Linked DNA regions of Bos taurus: region 2 is linked to region 1. Evidence: chromatin contacts called from public Hi-C data. All regions are on one chromosome and are shown on one strand. Each heading gives the region's core, a stretch centred on a gene start, on an enhancer-like site or on the middle of the called end of the contact. The rest is flanking DNA. Distances are from core to core; before and after follow the strand shown. Region 1 holds the start of PRPF4B (pre-mRNA processing factor 4B). Region 2 holds the start of PSMG4 (proteasome assembly chaperone 4).

Evidence for each region. Hi-C and Micro-C count contacts between places; a contact is called where the count stands out from the background.
Region 2: a Hi-C map of skeletal muscle shows a contact between it and region 1, with 5 times the contacts expected there. The contact joins the promoter of PSMG4 here to the promoter of PRPF4B in region 1. A contact is called at or near these places in 2 of 11 Hi-C or Micro-C datasets (skeletal muscle and skin fibroblasts).

What each region holds. Positions count from the first base shown.
Region 1 is chr23:50,109,213-50,114,435 of ARS-UCD2.0, forward strand. PRPF4B (pre-mRNA processing factor 4B) reads right to left here and starts at 1,967. Exons shown (of 15, transcript NM_001435171.1): 1 at 1,800-1,967. The coding sequence starts at 1,840.
Region 2 is chr23:50,463,075-50,468,191 of ARS-UCD2.0, forward strand. PSMG4 (proteasome assembly chaperone 4) reads right to left here and starts at 3,473. Exons shown (of 3, transcript XM_002697605.6): 1 at 3,234-3,473; 2 at 1,984-2,059. The coding sequence starts at 3,407.

The DNA.
Region 1 (5,223 bases), core at 717-3,216:
ATGCATATAAAAATTTAAATGCTTGAAACTATGAAAAAAGACTGAGCTAAAGACATCGACAAACTTAAAAGCCACTGAAAAGCATTCAGGGAGCTTTACTTTTTCACAATATTCCACTTGGAGGAGATTCCACGTAACTGTGAACTCCTTGCTGTGTCTTCAAAAATAACCTACTCAGACATTACATTTCAGCATTCAATGTGGGCAGCCAACATGGTACTTGCTTTCCTACTAAACTGTCATTTTCTACACTAAAACGTTTCAAATAAGTGAAGGTGGGACACATATAGACAGAATACTCTGCGCACCAAATGTGTGTGCGTGTGTGCATGTGTGTGAGCGGAGGCACAATAAAGACCACCTCAGTGCCACTCACATTGCAGGAGCCGAAATAAATACGATGAAAGCTAGTGTTATTTGAGTATAAACATGGCTGCATCCTTCTTGACAAGGAATCTAAACCGTCCCTGAAATCAAAGTAATGGACATAATACTACAGAAATTTAAACAGGTTACTAGAAAAATCAGCTGCATAGCCTAAGATTTTCATAGGATCTTCTCATGAAGCCCGGAACAAGGCCTCACTGTGAACTCTGAAAAACAGAGAGGCAGGTGTACTTCAGAACCCACGTGCCCTCTTTTAAGTCAAGCTGTGGAGATAACAGAGCAGCTTTCAGAGGCCCTAAACGAAATCTCCCGGTAACTCTCTGCCTAGCAAAGCAAATCCCCACGCAGTCCGGCACTGGATGCACAGCGCTGAAGCGATGAGCCGGCCGGGGAGGTGCAAAGATTTCTCCTCTGGTCAGTCCAAAGTTGCCGGGAGACTATCTCTACCTTCTTCTCAAAACAGCTGGAAACAAATCAGATAATGAGGATGCAAGCAAAAAAAAAAAAAAGGCGCTACAAGAATACTGTCTTAAAATCCATTTTCTGTTCTAGGTTCCTGAGCTTTCCCAGCAAACACACGGAAAACACAACACACTGCTCTCAGTAAGGGAAGGGTTACCCTAGCAGAGTACGCGAGGATGCGTCCACTCGGCCGCATCGATGCTTACGTTAGCTTGACTACAGACACGAACCGCTCGGGTTTGCAAGGAGCTGACCGTTCCCACTCTTTATTCCACTGGGGCTCCCAGAGAAGCGCTGTAAACTCGGGCCAAAAACCCTAGGTCTCAGAACCGAGAACTTGGTCTTACTTTGCCTCGAGTTTGCGAGCTGGCACACCAGCTGCGCTAGGCAGAGGAGGAGAAAACACCGAGGGGACGCTGGGGCCGAGAGCACCGGGCGGGAAGGAGGGAGCGCCCGCCGGCCGCCAACCGCGGCGCCGGGCGGTGAAGGAGGGCGCGCCCGGCGCCCCTCTGCTCCCGGCCCCCAGCCCCGAAGGCTGACACCGGCGGCGGCGCGGGAGCCGCCTGCGGAAAAGAGCGCTCGGGGATCGCCGCCGCGCGGGCCGCGCCGCCCGGGCTGCTCCGGAAGACCCGCTCGTCGCCTCAGAGGCGGGCAGGCGCGCCCGCGCCGCGGCCTCGCGCTCGGGACCCGTAGAGGCCGCTCGCGCCCTCGCCTCCCGGGGCAACGCCGCCGCGGGCCCCGGCCGCCCTCGACCCGACAGCAAGGGCCTCCGGGCGGGCGGAGCGCCGAGGCCGCCCTCCCGCGCCCCCAAGGTGCCGCGCGGGAGGCAAAGTTTGGCCGCGACCGCTGGGCCGCGAACTTTCCCGCCCGCTCGCCCGCCCGGGCGGCGCTCGGCCCGTCCCCTCTCGGCCGGCCCCCAGCGCAGGCCCTCCGCGCCCCGTATTACTTACTCCGGCTGTTCCCGCAGCGACGGCGCCTCCGCGGCGGCCATGTTGAACTTCCTGACTCCTCGGCAGCGGTGGCGGCGGCTCCGCGGACGGCGGAAGCCAGGGGAGGCGGAGGAAGAGAGAACAGGGCCGTCGCGCATGTGCCGATAGCGTCGGGACCCGTGGAGCTCAGCGTCGCTCGAAGAATCCGGATATACAAGTGCATCCGGGGACAGAGCGCACGACATGACGCACTTCCGGGGGGGGGCGGGACCGCGGCGGCCCCGGTCGGGGCTTTAAAGGTGCGCGCTGATTGGGTAAAAACCGTCGTCAAGTTCTAGGAACCTGGAGAGGGGATGGAAGGCAGAGGTGTCTGCGTCCTGGGCGCAGTTCCGAGAACTGATCTCATTGTGGTACCAGACTCGGGTGAAAATTTTCAAGCTGGGAAAACAAGACGATTTTGCTTTTTAAATGCCTTCTTATCCCTTAGATAACTCAATGTGAAGCGGTATTAAGAGAAAGTTTGTAGACAGGCATTTTGAGAATACTGCAAGCTAGGGCCGAACCTGGAACGTAGGGAACTACTAGTATTGGCACGTTCGTTTGAAACTTTTGGAACTTTGTTTCAGGTTTGGCTGAGTCCACAGGTCAGGAGTCCGTTACTCCTGTCCAGGTTCTCAGGACCTGTAAACTGAATTTTTAAGTAACATTTCTGGTCCAAATAACTTTGTGATTTTGTTTTTCTATAATAATGGAATCTACAGTAATGAGATGAAATGAAATACCGTATGTGAAAAGTTGCTGTCTCTTGGTTAAAAGTTACTGTCTCTAGCTGACTCATTTGAGAAGCCCCTGATGCTGGGAAAGATTGAAAGCGGGAGAAGAAGGGGACGACAGAGGATGAGATGGTTGGATGGCATCACCAACTCATGGACATGAGTTTGAGTAAACTCCGGGAGTTGGTGATGGACAGGGAGGCCTGGCGAGCTGCAGTCCATGGGGTCGCAAAGAGTCGGACAGGACTGAGGGACTGAACTGAAATGAACCGTCTCTTGGAGAGCTTTCAATAGCATGTAGGTTTTTACATTCTCTTTGTTTCTCTGAAGAGTATCTTTCTTCATACTTGAGCCTGAAAACAAGGTGATGATCACTTTTATTCTTATAATCAACTGAGTTTGGGTTTGATTTAGAAATCTGAGTTCAGAATAGCTGAGCTTCTTATATGTCTCTTGATTGTCAGAGGGGAAGAGTTACAAATATTCTTATAAAATAAGTCTCTAGTTGGCTGAATCCCAAATGTGTTAAAATATTTAGTTAAACATTTTCCCCTCATGGACTTTATTAATACGGAATACTAAATCCTTGGATGTTTATTGACTTCTGTGGGTTCTCCCATCCTCACCCCACACCCATTGCTGCATTTCTTTGAATGGTCCTTAACTGTTTTCTTCATGAAGGGTTTCTTTCATGGAAAATTCCATGGACAGAGGAGCCTGGTAAGCTACAGCCCATGGAATTGCAGAGTCTGACACGACTGAGCAACTTCACTTTCTTTCTTTGTTTCTCCTTAATTATCAAATTCAGGTATAATAACTTAGAAGGCTTCTTTCAAAGGAAATAGTTTTCAGAAAATGGTGTATATTTTCACCCATATATTTAATGATGTACTAGTAGTGTGTAGGTTGGAATTTCAGAATTATGTTAATTGTTCCTATCTCTAGATTCTCATCCAGATATATCTTTTTTAAAGGTATTATGTATACAGCAATACAGCAATCTTGTATTTACAGTTTATTATATTTCTGTCCCATGAAGGCAAGGCCGTGTGTCACTGTAAGAATAGCTCAGATATGTTATTAAAATAACACTAGTACATTATTTTTAAATAAGTAATTTTAAAGTGAAAATAAACGTGGTGTATGTAGTACAGACCTATTACAGACCTCTCCTTGGAAGTGAGTCCAAGCCTGTAAGAGAGCTCATCTTGGATATAAAGTAGAGTAATACACGTTAAGGCAAAAGAAGCCTAGTAAACACACTCAGAGGTAAGGGGACTGGACTGTGATGACTCAGTCCTGAGGTGCAGAGCCGTGGTCTGAACTGAAGCTTCTCCAAGCTGCACGCTTCCTTCTTCTTGTGCTGTTTCCCACAGAAAAGTTGTTTGTTTAGCATCTCTCCATAGTGCACCCATCCACACAGTTCTTTGGTTTTAATGCTTTTTGAATATAAGTAATGGAAAGAGTGAGGAGGGCATGGCAACCCACTCTAGTATTCTTGCCTGGAGAATCCCATAAACAGTAGCCTGACAGGCGACAGTCCATAGGGTCACAAGAGTTGGACATGGCTAACATGCATGCGATGGAAAGAGTACTAGATTGGCACCAGAAATTCCTTATTTTCTCTAGGTCCAGAAACTGTAGTCTCTTTCTTCTTGATGAGTGGAGCGCTTATACATGAGTCTGTTTCCTCAGCCTTAATGTGGTCTCCCTGGCCCCCGCCCCACTCTCCATTTCTTTGCAGCATCTTTAACGTGGAGATTAAATGAAGCATCCCGAATGTGGGGAAGGATAGGTGGGCAACAGAGGAACTAAGGTTCAGGTTTGAAGCCTGATTATGGCTGGCTCAAGTTGAGACTTGGACAAATCATTCAAGTTTTAAAAGAGAGCATAGTGAAAGTCAAGCTTTAGAAAATGATGCTGGCAAACACCTGCTTTAAAAATGTCTCACCAAATTCGCTCGCACGGTGCTACTTTCGGAGAGTGCACTGGGACAGGATTTGTCAAAGACTCACTCCAAGCTGTTTGTAGTTTTGGAAGAAGCGGTGCTCTCTGAAGGCGGAGTTAAAGCAAACGTCCGCTTATTTCTTTAATCATTCAGCAGACGTTTCCAAAGCAACAGACTTAAGCCCGACTTTTCATTTTCAAACCCGAAGCCCATCGTTGCAACCGCGCTGCTCTTTTTTTCTTGCGTTCGGAAACCTTTGCACCGGAAAGCTGCGGGGGCAGAGCTGCTAGGAAGGGCTGGCCCCGCCTACTGGAAGTCCATGGAGGCGTGGCCACCGTGGAGGGTGGGGCCTCGGCGGCGGGGCGGGGCCTCGGTAGCGAGGCAACGGCTTGGTTGCTCCGAGAGGTGTGGGATCTTCCCCAACCAGTGATTGAACCCCTGTCTCCTGCATTGGCAGGCGGATTCCTGTCCACGGCGCCACCAGGGAGGTTCCTAAAGTCTGTTTTTTAAAAAGCTCAGCTCTTGCCTGGAAAACCCCATGGACGGAGGAGCGTGGTAGGCTGCAGTCCATGAGATCCCGAAGAGTCGGACATGACTGAGCGACTTCACTTTCACTTTTCACTTTCATGCATTGGAGAAGGAAATGGCAACCCACTCCAGTGTTCTTGCCTGGAGAATCCCAGGGACGGCGGGGCGTGGTGGGCTGCCATCTATGGGGTCTCAC
Region 2 (5,117 bases), core at 2,223-4,722, 360 kb after region 1:
AGACAGGTGAGTCCCACCGTCAGAGACAAACAGTGGGCGGAGGGGGAAGCTGGGCCCTTCCATCACAGCGGCTCCACGTTCAGTGGCAGAAAGTTCCTGTCCCCAGGGGCCGCTGACTCCCATCCCTTCACGAGCCAAGACCCAAGCCCACCTGCATCGTCCGTCCAGCAGCCCCTCTGCCCTCCAGGGCTGCATGGAGCAAGGGGTCCCCGTCCACGGGAAGCCCCCAGGGCCCCCAGGTCACTCATCTCTCCCACATGAGACAGTCTCGGGACACCGGTCTCTTCAGCACTGTCCAGACGGCCAACAACGGTTAATAACACCTTCCGCTGCGGGGTCCTGACCCCAGCTCCAGAGGACGACGGAGCAGGGCGTCACAGGCCGGCCGGCCGCGACCTCAGCAGGCACGTCACCCGCCCCGGGGGGCGCTGGCATCTCACCACGCGCGCCCGACCCTGCTGGGCGGTGGGCTGGCATCTCACCACGCATGCCTGTCCCTGCTGGGCACTGGCCAACAGCTGCCAGGCTTGTGGATATCAGTAGGTAGGAGCCCCCATCACATCTGACTTAAGTTACAGGGAATGTCTGTATTCAGTTTCAGATCACGCTGTTTGTAAACTGATGTAAACCACGTGAAAGAAAAATGCTAATTTAAAAAAGCCCCAACATTTGCACAAAATGCAAAAAAAAAATTAAAAGAGCCCCAGGTTTTGCTCACAGACTGCTTCCAGGCCTCACCCTGAGGACACTGCGAGCCAGCCTCGCTTCACTGAAGAGCCAGCTCATTTGTGTCTCCTCAAACGCGCTCCCGCCGCCTCCTCTCCCGGACTCTGTCCACACTCGGGGACCCCCCAGTCCCAGCTCCACACACCAGCAGGCTCCCGCCCTCCTCCCCCAGGCCTGGCACACGGGGGTCTGCCTGCTGAGGCGGGTGGTGTTACCCGGAAACGCAGGCAAACACACAGTGAAGCAAAAGGGCGTCAGGCTTCCAACCTATTTTCACTAAAAACTAGCAACTGGCAAAGGCAGAGAAGGAACGGCAGCACCTGGGAACCCAGATGAAGGCTAAACAGGAAGCCTTCCTATTTCTCCTGTTGGTTTTCTGTTGACTCAAAATTGCTTCCTGTTAAGAGGTCACCAAGATAACTTACTACTCAGGTTCCTATACCTTCAGACTAAAGCACAAGTGTGGTGGATGCTCCTGAGACGCGGCCGCTGGCCCCGTGGTCTCCACCCCGCCTGGTGCGGCCTGTGGGCGCCGTGACAACCCCGCCCCTAGAAAGCCGGCCATGCCCGAGCTCCGTGTGACTATGGGGTGTCCCAGAGCGACCACCACAGACATGCCCACTCCCCAGGGACCAGACTGACAGATCTGTGAACACAACCACAGCGCCTCAAAACCATGGCAGGGGCCCCATCGCCGCACCCCGGCCAGGACACCAGGCTCCGCACGTGGCCGGGACACTCAGGCAGATGGGGGCGAGGCTGCTCTGCCCATCGAGGTCCCCAGGCACCGGGGACCACTGGGCACGGGCATCCTCACCTGGACCAGCGAGGTTATCTGTGGAAGTGTGCTCAGGGTGCAGTGGAGGCTGGAGCCCCCAACCTCACCAGGCCCTCTCCCCTCGAGCTCTGAGCAGCATCACGTGCAATGAAGGGCAGGCCATGGACGCTACCTGGAGCTGCTGCCACTGGGCACCGTGGGCGTCACTCACCCTCGCCTCCCACGAGGACGAAGAGCAAAATCACCTGTCACTCATCAGCTTGGAGGCAACCAAGGGCATCAGAGCCGGTGGGGAGCAGGCCCCTGGAGGTGCTGGTATCACCTCCTGAGACCCATGCGCAAGGCCTGGGCTTCCAGCAGCAACCAGGGGGTTCACCTCCCAGACGGAGACCCTTCCTCCTACGCTGACTCACCTCCCCGCTCCACTGAACAGCGAGGTCCCCACCTGAGCACTCCGGCAGCTGAGCTGCGGAACCTACCTAAGCGCTGGGCGAGACCGGTGGACATGGTGTCAGACGTGTCCCCGAGGAGGGCGGTGGACAGGGGGATGGAGTCCTGCAAGGAAAAGAGAGAGCGGTACTGGTTCCTCTGCGAGGTCCAGCCCTCCTGGATCACCTGGGCCCCCCTTCCTGCCGCAGGCCAGCCTCCCCCTGCGGTGGGCCTGTGTCGCCCCAGTTCTGCAGCCTCTCCCAGCAGCAGACAGGCCTGACGGTGAAGGGCTGGAGCAGCCCAGAGGGGCAAGTGGGTGCAAAGTCAGAGGGCTGGGGACACCGCAGCCGTGATGGGGCCTGGGGTCCATACAGGCTCTGAACTCTTGGGGGTCTGAGTGGAGGGATGACAACGCTGAAGCTGTCAGTGCCAGACTAAGCCACGTGCTGCAAGAGCAATGTCCAGGTCCTAGCGTTCTGACCCCAGCACCTGTGAAGGTGACTTTATTTGTAAACAGGGTCTCTGCAGATGTAGTTAAGATGGAAGCAAGGGGAGGCGGACTCTTCCTCTAACAGGACTGGTGTCTTCGGAAGAAAGGGAGAGACTAAGATGCACAGAGGCGGCCTGGGACACTGGAGCAGGACTGGGGTGACGAGGCTGCCAGACTAGGGGCCCCAAGGTGTGAGCAGCACCGCAAGCCCAGAGACCGGAGGAAGCAGCCCGCTGACACCTCAATTCCGCCCTCTCTGCTGTTCTCAGCCCCCCGGTCTGCGGCCTTGGGTTACAGCAGCTCTGACACACGATGGCAAACGGGACCTCGGAAGGCAAAGGGAACCTCGGAGGGCAGCGACGGCGCGGGGCCCAGGTGACAGGTGAAGGAGGTGAGAAGTGGCTGGATTCTGCGTCCCTGCGTCTCCAGGGACGGCCCTGGAGGAGCGGCCTGGGGTCTGGAGCACCCAGTGGGACACCAGTTACACCTCGATGGGACAGCGGAGGGAAAGGGCGGGAGAGAGATCCGTGCGGGAGACTAAGCAAACGCGGTCAGCGAGGAACCGGCAGAAAACCAGGGGGACACGCCACCCCCGGCCCAGGGAGGGTGAGAGCGGACAGTAGAGGTCCCACGGGGACCCCGACACTCCACCCAGAGACGTGGGGGGGGGGGCGGGAACCAGCCGTGCGGCGGGACAGAGCCCCGCGGTGGGCTGAGCAGCCCGTGTCCGACCCCGGCCCCGCCCCCTCCGGGACCCCGGGGCCCCCCCGTTCCTCCATCCCCCCCCTCCCCGCCCCCCGCCGCACTCACGTAGCGCGTGCACATGGCCACGGCGAGGTTGCGCAGGTGCGGCGTGGCCCCCACCCAGAGGAAGAGCGAGTCCGTCAGCCGCATCACGTGGAAGTGGACGAGCTGCTCCCAAAGCCGCGCGCTGAAGTTGTGCAGGGACACGTCCCCGCCCCCGGCAGCCGCCGGCCGCTCCATCAGCCCGGAGCCCGGCCGCGCCAGTCCTCCCGCCGCCACCAGACGCGAGCAGGAAAGCGCCGAAAGGCCGAGTGGGCGGGGCCTTCCGGGAAGGCGGGGCCTGGATGGGAAGTTGAGGGGCGGGCCCGGGAGTGGGCGGGGCGGGCCCGAGAGTGGGCGGGGCGGGCCCGGGAGTGGGCGGGGCGGGCCCGGGAGTGGGCGGGGCGGGCCGGCGTCTCAATTGGGCGCAGTGTAGGCTCGCAGGAGCATCTTTTCGGGTGTAGACGCGTGATCCCCCGCTGTTTAGTAGGTGCCACGAGCGCTCAGCGCAGCCGCCTGTGTCCCGCGAGCTGGGTTACACTTTCTAAAACCCTCCTTCTGCCAGCAGCCCCGTAACTGCAGGAGGCCCATGAAAATGGCAGCGATGTTGGAGGAGCTCTCAGAAGGAGAGCTGCGTGGACTGAGTTAGGGTCGTGGGCTGGCGCGCCTTTAGTCCGAGACCCCAGAGCTGATCCCTGTACAAGCATGGGCCTCGGCTAACGGTTCAGCCCGAGACTCAGTCTCCCCGTCTGCCTCAGAGAAGGGGACGGGGGCCACTGTCAGCCCTGCTGGAGAGCTTGACTTGAGTCACTCTGGGACCCTCAGAGTTGACACAGGGACCCTGCAGTGTGTTGAGAGAGAGTCTTTGTAGTAAAAAGAACACAGTGCCCATTCTTGTCAGATTCTGTTGGAACTAACTTGGGTTTAAGGACAGAGCTATCAGTTCTGCCTTTTAAATCTCTAATAGGTCTAAATTAAACTGACAGTTAAGAAGGTAAGTTTTGTTAAGAAGTTTGCTCTGTTTGCTAATGATTCAATTTATAATTTTCAGGTCAATATTATAATAGATTAACAGCTTTATTAAATAAACTACAGTAACTGCACTGATCAAAGTATACAAACTGAAGCTGTAACACGTGTAACTCATAAAATCATCACCACAATCAAGAGGATACATGCCCATCACCCCCAGAGGCTTCCCCAAGCCCTGGGAGCCCTTCCTGACCCCCACCCGAGACACTGTGCCGCACTCAGTCACAGAGTAGTTTGCATTTTCTAGAGTTTTATGTAAATGGAACGTACGGTGTGTACAATTGTTTGTCTGGCTTTTCTCTCCTCACAGTTGTTTTGAGATTCACGCAGGTTGTTGCGTGAGTCAGTCGCTCCTTCCTTCGTGTTGATGATCAGGGTTCGCTGGCGGGGCATATCGCTGTGTAAATAGCCCTCATGCGGTGGTGTCCACTTGGGCAGTTTTCAATTTGGGGATATTGCAGTCAAGCTGCTGCAAACACATGTGAACAAGTCAGTCTCTGTATGAACATGTGCTTTCATTTCTCGCAGTTAAAGACCTGGAGCAGAATGGTTGCACCACGTGTAACTTCTCAAGAACCCGACAGGCTGTTTCCACAGTGACTGTACCACCGTACGTTCCCAGTCTGTTTCATTTAGCCATCCTAAGGAGTATCTCAATGTAATTTTAATTTGCATTTCCTTAATTATTAATGAGCTTCAATTTATACTTTACATCATACACAAAGTGAAGTCGGACACGCCTGAGTGACTTCACTTTCACTTTTCACTTTCATGCATTGGAGAAGGAAATGGCAACCCACTCCAGTGTTCTTGCCTGGAGAATCCCAGGGACGGGGCAGCCTGGTGGGTTGCTATCTGTCGGGTCGCACAGAGTCGGAC